2 separate regions of the Zea mays genome follow, and region 1 is linked to region 2. A link is a contact called in public Hi-C data. All regions are on one chromosome and are shown on one strand. Each heading gives the region's core, a stretch centred on a gene start, on an enhancer-like site or on the middle of the called end of the contact. The rest is flanking DNA. Distances are from core to core; before and after follow the strand shown. Region 1 holds the start of LOC100194201. Region 2 holds the start of LOC100282144 (IAA-amino acid hydrolase ILR1).

Region 1 (4,787 bases), core at 1,197-3,696, 620 kb after region 2:
TTGAAAACACGTTCCCCGCTCGGCGAAAATCGTCCAAAACCCACTAATCCCGAGCAGTTTATATCTTTCAAATTTGGAATCCGCTTTTTCATTTTTCTCGCCGAAAACCACCGCTTCCAGACCGAGAAACGAGAAGGAATCAATTTTCCTGACTGAGAAGGTGGTTTTTAAATTTTTCGACTGATTTGTATTTGAAATCAATAAACCGATTTATCTTGACGTGAAACCGCTGTTTTTACCGGTTTTCTTTTTTTTTTGCCTTTTTTGCTGTTTTTTTTACCGGTTTCATTTTTTATAAAAATTTCAAAACTTTTGAATTTTAAATAAATTTTAGAAAACACTGGAAACCCATTACCGGTCTGGTCTCATAACAGGAAACCAGAGCGGTTTTGTAAACCGTGACACGCGGTGATACGCCTGACAAGGTCCTCATGGATTCGGGCGCTAAAGGCGCGCGCGGCGGCGGCGGGCAACGCGACGCAGCCCCGGCCCCTGGTCACTGTGGTCGTCGGCCGTCGCCCCAAAGACGAAAAGCCTCCGCGCTGCCCCTCCTATCCACTGCGGCTCTGCGCAGTCCCTCCCATCATCTTGAAAATCCGTGCAAAAGAGGCAGACTCCCTCCTCTCCAAAGGCAGCGAGCCAGCCACCGTACAACGCCAGTGCTCCCGTCCCGCCTTTAGTTACCTGCGGGCCGCTTTGGTCTGGATGCGCTGCCGCTGCATGCCCCGCCCGGTTCTCGCCGGTCGCCACGATAAAAGGCGGGCAGGCAGGCAGAGGGAGGAAAGAAGCCGCCGCGCGGGCAAAGCTAAAAAGCACAGTGCACATGCATGTATAAAGGTCTCAAAGGAGTCGAGGCGATCGAAGAAGGGATCTTCCTCAGGCCCAGAGCCGGCCCGCTGCGGCGGCGACGTGCGTCTGGGTGGGGTACTGGGGCGTGGGAGGGAGCTGGCCGGCCGCTTTTGACTGAGATAGATGGGATCTTTCCTCTCAGACAGACAGCCTCCGGCTCAGGCGCGGCTCAAGCTGCAAGCGCCTTATCGGCCGGCACAGCAGTAAATGACTTGGGCTCGAAGAGAGCTAAAGACAAGGCATGGGCGAGTTCAAAGAGCATCCAATGCGGACAGTGACAAACATGCATGCGGTCTTCTTCACACGACGCGTTCCGTTGCATGCACGTGCATGAAGCTAGCTAAAACGTTATCTGAAGCCTCCCAGCATCCGTCAGAACTATTTACCCATACACATGAACAAGATATTATATAGGAAGGCAACAGAACTAGTTAATAGTACTTGTGAAGCAAGCGTTTTGGGGTTACATCAGATCCAAGCGCAAACATGCATGCGGAGACGAACGTAACTGAAAATGAAACAGCAAACATAGGTCTCATCTGGGGTCTACTGTCCCCAGATAAATGGGGAACCAAATCTTAAAAGAAACGCGCGGTAGGGGTACCGGTGGAACAAAACTAGTGATAGGGCATGCATCGCGGGTGTCTTTAATTTTGCAATTAAATCTACTGCTGCTCCCTTATGATGTGATGATGAGGACTCCTCTTCAATTCATGCTGCTGCTGCTGCTCCTGCTTCGTCGACGCGCGCTATAGCTGTAAACTTTGCTCTACCTACACCTCAGTGCCTGCAGCAAACGGAACGTTCGGTCAGATCATGCATGCACACACAGCAGCCAGCAAAATTAAAGGAGGAAATATATGGATTTATTTGGTAAATTACAAGTAGTTTTCGTAGGTCGTCGTGGCAGCGCTACCGGAGTCCCGTGGCGCGTTGCACCTGAAACATTCCATCCTGCTAGCGAAGTTGTGCTCGTTGCAACCGGACCTGTACGTAAAATATATATATTATTCAGCAACCTCATCATTCCATGCACATATGCATGCAGACAGAAAGAAGCCACAAATTAAAACACGACGCAGCACCTGGTGCAGATCCAGTCTCCAGACTTCCAACCGGGGCGGTTGGTACGGGCGGCAGCGCCGCTGCCGAAGCCGGCGTAGCCGCGTGAGCGTGACATGTCACTATCAAAGGCGCCGGCAGCCTCCTCCTTGTAGGCAGAGCACCTGAAGCAGTTGGAGCGGCTGGCGAAGTTGTGTGCGCCGCAGGAGCAGTACCAGTCACCAGGGCGGACATCAGAGCCAGCACCAAAGCCACCGCCGAAGGAGGAACCACCACGCCCACCCAAGTCGCCACCACCGCCGCTACGATCACCAACTCCACGTGGTTCACTGCAGCGCTGGCATGCATCCCGACGGCTGAAGTTGAGGTGCTGGCACGCCCTGCAGTCCCAGTCTCCTGGCTTCCTGTTCATCTTGCCGCCGCCTGCACCCAGATAAAAAAAATTTCAAAGAGCTAGAACCAAGAAGATATACACAAAGCTAAATTACCTAAACAAAGCTCTCTCTCCTAGCTAGCTGGAACAAGTGCTATGGAGCTAGCGAAATGGTGATGCAGCAAGGTGCGTCTGTGCAGGGGTATTTATAGCGAAGTTTGGAGGGGATGCTGAAACCGAGGGTGAGCCTATCTTTGTGCCTTTGATTCTTGGTGCCCGCGAAGAACAAGGGAATCACGTAAAACTAGAAGAAGAAAAGAAAGAAAGAAAGCTAAGAGGGGGAGTTAAAGAAAAGAAGAGAAAGCGTCATTAAAGGGAAAAAGAATTATGGGGAGGGAGTTTGAATGCCTACTTTGCCCTGCATCTTAGCCTGCCGTGGCAACATCTTTTGAGACATGGGATGGAGGGATGCGCACTTCTTCTTCGTATTCTTGTGCTTAGGAAATATGGCGTGTGCTCACAATGTCTATCCAAAATACAGGATAACGCTGCAGTATGAAATTTGAGAAGGAGCTAGGTTGGTATAGCATCCGAAATATGGCGTGCATGTAAATATTCTCTGTTTTCATGGCATACTTCAAGTCGATGCAGTTAACTTCCTAATTTTGAAGGTATAACACGTTCCAAAACAACAAACATATCTGTGCTAAAAGACAGAAAACATAATGTATGCCAACAGTACAACTCATCGCACTACATCGACCATCGCACAAAATATATGAAAGGAAAGGCAAAACCTAAAATTAGCACTTATTAGATTCTGATGCAAATAGTGTTAAGAATGGAGCCTGTCATTGTAAACCTATGCTTATTTATCATCGATATATATACAACCTTTGATTCATGCAGCTAAAGAAAAAGGTCATTCCTGTTTCTGATATTCAATGCTAGCTTTGCTTTCTTTTACTATCAATTATTGAGAAAAGACAATGGAATCCATTCCAAGCAACCATCACATCAACTCAGCGCTATAACCATTTCTGTCGAGCAATCTACAACAAGTCCATGGCCCACCCATATCATTTATTCAGCATAACTTGATGTAAGCAAGCCTCTTTCAACACAAACACCCTTTTTTCATGAATTTAGAGGTCCCTTCCATAGCCATAATTAGCTGGTGATAATTAGGTTTCTGAACCATATATATATATATATATATATATATATATATATATATATATATATATATATATATATATATATATATATATATATATATATATATATATATATATATATATATATATATATATATATATATATATACACTATCACTAATATGACAAAAAGAGTTCCATAATTAATTGTCAGAGAAATATTTCTAAGAAGATGCAAAAAAGTAGGTGTTCCGGATCAGAAATGGACTAGCTGATTTTCCGGATAAGAAGGAACAAGTATGAATATGAAGACACTGCCTTACCAAGTGAATATTCTAAATGCAAAGACAGATAGGAGCATAAAGTGTTCAGCAGCTTACCAACAGCGTAACATCTACTTCCACCATTCTAAATTACAAAATATATATTTCGGCATTTCTACATATATATATAGCTTTTGCTATGCACTTGATTTACACTATCTACATATATAATAAAGGTGATGTACCTAGAAAAACTATAACATTTTATAATTTCCAAGAGAGAGAGAGAGAGAGAGAGAGTACAACAGGATGTGCATGTGACAAAAGAGAAATTAGCACTAGTTAAAGAACACACTATCTTCTCAACTAAGTGGATCCAACATGTGAGAAACTTTTTCTTTGCAGAAAGGAAAAAAAATTAAGAGAAGCTCCCCACCCCTACCCCCTGGATACGTTCATGCAAAAAAAAACAAATGTCTTTAAACAAATATGATATGGTTGAGAAGCAAATACATTTTACCCCAGTTCTGCTCACCAAATGACCCGAGCTATCTTACTTTTGGCACAAACTGATATACCACTTGGGCCCTAGCGTTTTTTCCTCATATACTAAAAATAGCAATTGTTGGTTATCGAAATGCAAATGCATACTCGAAGACGGTCAGATGATACAAAATTGAATGGGTGAAAGTGAGAGAAGAGAAAGAAAAGCCAAAACTAAAAATCAAGACATAGGCACATAGCCAATTGAATTGCTGAGATGGTAAGCATTGAGAACCAGGCTTTATCTTTTTCGCTGTAAGAGAGGGAATTTTCGAATGCAGAGAAAGATTTCACGCACAAAACGAGATAAAAAAATGATTCCTGGGCAGAAAGCAAGCAAAGAGAGGAGCTGATGCATAACTGGTGAGAGTGCCTGAAGGGTGGCGTTGACCACTGCCTTTATAACTCTTTGGACATCCTTTTAATTTTCGGTTGTGTTTTAAATCCCCTGTGTTGTTTCCCTTATCCTTTTATCATGCTAATCCTTGAGGTTTTATATTACTGGATTTACTTTCGCTTTTTATCTACTGCATTTATTTC
Region 2 (4,617 bases), core at 890-3,389:
TTGCTGAAGGCTGAGGATTGCAGTGGCTGCAACCACAACAGGGTCGACGGATTCATGGGGTACTGCGGCATGACCACCTTTCCCACGAATAGTTGCAGAGAACCGACCCGCTGTCGCTGTGAATGGTCCTGGCCTTGATGCGACGACACCTACTGGAAGTGCTGGGTCCACATGCAAGCCAAATATGGCTGACACGCCGTCAAGAGCACCTTCTTGCAAGACGTAGTAGGCTCCGCCATAGCCCTCCTCTGATGGTTGGAACACAAGCTTTACAGCACCCTGACGAAGGAAATAACTGTGAGCTAGCATGGAATGCGAAAATGATCTAGTGAAGAGAAAAAACCATAACAATGACAGTTCTTTCTTCCTTCTTTTCTTGAACGAACTACACTGACAGTTCTTTCTTCCTTCTTTTTTTTTTCTTCTTAACGAACTACACTGACAGTTCTTTCTTCCTTTTTTTCTTCTTAACGAACTACACTGACAGTTCTATGCTATTTACAAATTCAGGTGGTTTGAATTGCAGATATATATATGATACCTTCAAGTCACCCTTCCGAGCTTGAAGTAGCTTAGCAGCTCCTAGGAGCATTGTTGTGTGCGCATCGTGCCCACAAGCATGCATTTTCCCACTTTCTTGGCTCTTGTATGCCCAATCGACCATTTCCTGCAAAAGGACGACTAATACCAATTCAAGTACTGAGCAATATGGCGCATCCGATTCATGGTCGTGGTTAGCCAGGACCACATCCAATTCATGTTCTATCGGATACATACATGTACCATTGCTAAATCTTACTGGTGAACTAACAATAAAAAACTCGAACTGCTATAGAAGTAAGACAACCCTAGAACATTGACATTAAAAAAAACTCTCATGCCGGCTTGGAAAATTCTCTATGGGCCTGTTTAGTTGCCTGCATGGCTGAGCCTGACTCGTATCTAGTGAGTCTGGCTCTGACTGGTCTGACTGAACACATGCAACTTCTTGTGTTTGGTTGTCTACATGCGATCAGTCTGGTTTATGAGAGATGTTGTTTAGTTACCGGTATGAATATTTATTGTATGAGTTAAAAGTGTTATTAAATAAATAAAAATTGTATTAGTAGACAATAATTATATGTTAAAATTATTTCATAGACGCTAACTATATGTTAATAAACACTAATTATATACTAATCTTAATCACGTAATTTTTTATTTAAAATATACATAGCATGTGTGGTCTAGTTTCGTTCGTAAAAATATCAAAAACACAGATATGAAATCGGTTCGGTAATTAAATCTTTTAATTACAAGATATAACAAAAAAACCAAAAAAAAACCAACATCTCGATTTGCGTGCTTGAGTAAACAGTCGGCTTAGGCAAGCCTGGCCACGCGCGTGCGACCGCGTGCTTGAGTAAACAGTCGGCTCAACCAAGCCTGGCCACGCGCGTGCGACCGCGCTGGGCGTTCCCACCGGGCCTGGCTCGCGGCGCTTTGAGGTTCGTGCTGACCTGTCTCTTGCAATACAGCGAACCACTGCATTTTGTATATGCAAATATAGTTGCACCAACAGGGAATGGAACCAAACACATGGTATATAACAATAGACTTCCGTTTCATATGTCTTGTAATATATTATTACCAACAAATATGCCTGAAGCTTCTACTAGTATAATGTTGGAATGTCCATATTATTAGCAAACACAAAAAAAACCCCTAAATTTTGTTTGTTCATACTCATACACAGACCTGCACGGGGAGCGCGTCCATGTCGGCCCGGAGCGCGACCGTGGGCCCGGCGCTACCAGCAATGGTGGCCACAACGCCGGTCTGGGCGACTGGCCACCTGTAGGGCACGCCGATTGCGTCGAGCTCAGCGCGCACGAGCTCGCTGGTGCGGTGCTCCTGGAAGGCCAGCTCGGGCCGCTGGTGGATGCGGCGCCGCACGCCGCGGAGCCACGTGACGAACCTGGGCGTGCGCGCCTCCTCGAGGAGCGGCTGTTGTTCTCCAACGACGGCTCCGAGTAGTGGCGGCGCCTCCGCCGACGACAAGCGGAAGGGAAATGCAAGCGCTAAGTGTACGGTGAAGAGGATAGCTGAGGCGAAGGCGGCCATGGCACTTGTATTAATTTGCAAATAACTAATGTGTTGTGCTTTGAGAAACTGGAGTAATACTACTTTGAGCTTTTTTGGACTGGTCGCATGCATCTGTTGATGTGTAATTTTAGTTGGCCGATCCGATTACGGAGGGATAGTCAGTAGGACCTAGACCTTGCATATTCACGAGTCGAGCTATTTCGGATCTAAAGATGACCTAGCTCATTTTAAAAGATTCAGTGATTCAGCTTTTTTAAATTCTTATATTGATAACTTTTCTTTGAAACATTTTATTTATTTTTTTCGACGTGAGCAAACATGCATGCATCGATCTGTCCTAAAGGCATTTTTGAAACATTTTATTTATTTTTTTCGACGTGAGCAAACATGCATGCATCGATCTGTCCTAAAGGCATTTTTTAATCTCAGAATTTTTTTTCATTTTTTCAAATATACGATGATGGAGTAATGCTCCTTGGAGCTTTTTTGAACTGGTCGCTCATGCATCGGTTGATGTGTGATGTTGGTTGTCCCATCGATTACCAAGGTATACTTAGGACCTCGTATATTCACGAGTCCTTAGCATCTGTTGAAGGCCTACTAGCTATTTCAGATCTGAAGACGATCTAGCTCACTCCAAGAGATTCAGTGATGAAGCTTTTTAAAATTCTTGTATTGATAACTTTTTATTGACACATTATAGTTATTATTTTTGGAATATGCATGCATAGATCTGTCCTGAAGGCATTTTTTAGTCTCAAATTTGTTTCATTTTATCAAATATACGATGCAATAGTTATGTTGCGCTTTGAGACGTTGGAGTAATGCTCTTTCGAGCTTTTTTGGACAGGTTGAGTCTGTGCATGTATCTCTTTATGTATGATGTTGGTTGGCCAATTGATTACGAAGGGATACTTATTAAGACCTCGCATATTCACGAGTCCTTAGCATCTGTTGAAGGCATGCTAGTTATTTCGGATCTGAAGACGATCTAGCTCATTCCAAAAGATTTAGTGATGCATCTTTTTAAAATTCTTGTATGGATAACTTTTTTGAAACATTCTATTTATTTTTTGGAACGTGAGCACACATGCATGCATAGATCTGTCCTAAATGCATTTTTAATCTCAGAAATTTGTTCCATTTTATCAAGTATACGATGCTATAGTTATGTTGTGCTTTGAGATGCTGGAGTAATGCTCCTTTGAGTTTTTTTTGGACTGGTCGCTTTGAGTCTGTGCATGCATATGTTGATGTGTGGTGTTGGTTGGCCGATCCGATTACGAAGGGACGATACTGAGTAGGACCTTGCATATTCACGAGTCCTTAGCATCTGTTGAAGGCATGCTAGTTATTTCGGATCTGAAGACGACCTAGCTCATTTCAAAAGATTTAGTGATACAGCCTTTTAAAATTCTTGTATGGATACCTTTTTTGAAACATTCCATTTGTTTTTTGGAACGTGAGCACACATGCATGTATAGATCTGTCCTAAAGGCATTTTTTAATCTCAGAAATTTCTTCCATTTATCAAATATACGATGCTATAGTTATGTTGTTCTTTGAGGTGCTGGAGTAATGCTCCTTCGAGCTTTTTTTGGACTGGTCGCTTTGAGTCTGTGCATGCATCTGTTGATTTGTGATGTTGGTAGGCCGATCGATTAATAAAGGATATTTAGTAGGACCTCGCATATTCACGAGTTCTTAGCATCTGTTGAAGGCCTGCTAGCTATTACGGATCTGAAGACAACCTAGCTCATTCAAAAAGATTAAGTGATGAAACTTTTTAAATTTCTTGTATCGATAACTTTTTTTTGAAACATTCTATTTTTTTTGGAACGTGAACACACATGCATGCATAGATGGGGAATAAATTCTTGGTAGTGGAACCTCATCCTTCGAGCATGCTTTGAGGTATGTGAAATTAATACACATCCTCCATTTGATGTTGGAGTTCTTAACCATGATTGTGTTGCCCAACCACTCTACGTATGTGACTTCCCTTATGACTCTAGCACTGTCACACCCGGTTTTGGAAGGCAAACCGAATGCGAACCATGTACGTGCAAGGATCAGAAACTCACGTACATAGCGATTACATAATTGGTCATCATCACACAATGCTCAAAGTAAATAGCGGAAAATTAATTTATTATAACAAGATGTCCAAGGCATCCACTGAGTCTATAACATAGTCATTAACATCAAAGTGCGGAAATATGAAACGTAGAAATAAGGCCTTCACAGGCAGCTGACTGGGGGTTTGCCACTAAGATAAACTAGAACTCATCGTAGTCCTGGAACTCCTCAAAGTCCTCCATGTTGCCAGCATCTCCTCCTGAGCACTGAGTACAGTGGGAACAACCTGGGGTGGGGTGGTTTGTAAAGCAAGGGTGAGTACACATCAACGTACTCAGCAAATGTCCCGTTTGGCTAAAGCGGACTAGCTTTTATATGGAGTTAAGGTTAAGTAGTTGCTTTTAGTTGGTCAAGTATTTATTACTATAAGTATAGCCAAGTTTTAGTAATAAA

Evidence for each region. A called contact is a pair of places that touch in the nucleus more often than the background predicts.
Region 1: a Hi-C map of ear shows a contact between it and region 2, with 2.1 times the contacts expected there. The contact joins the promoter of LOC100194201 here to the promoter of LOC100282144 in region 2. A contact is called at or near these places in 2 of 25 Hi-C or Micro-C datasets (ear and tassel).

Annotation. Positions count from the first base shown.
Region 1 is chr5:114,383,059-114,387,845 of Zm-B73-REFERENCE-NAM-5.0, forward strand. It overlaps LOC100194201, which reads right to left and starts at 2,447. Exons shown (of 4, transcript NM_001139246.1): 1 at 2,400-2,447; 2 at 1,935-2,334; 3 at 1,732-1,836; 4 at 1,262-1,636. The coding sequence starts at 2,323. The coding sequence ends at 1,630.
Region 2 is chr5:113,762,441-113,767,057 of Zm-B73-REFERENCE-NAM-5.0, forward strand. It overlaps LOC100282144 (IAA-amino acid hydrolase ILR1), which reads right to left and starts at 2,140. Exons shown (of 5, transcript NM_001155056.1): 1 at 1,738-2,140; 2 at 542-667; 3 at 1-279. The coding sequence starts at 2,103.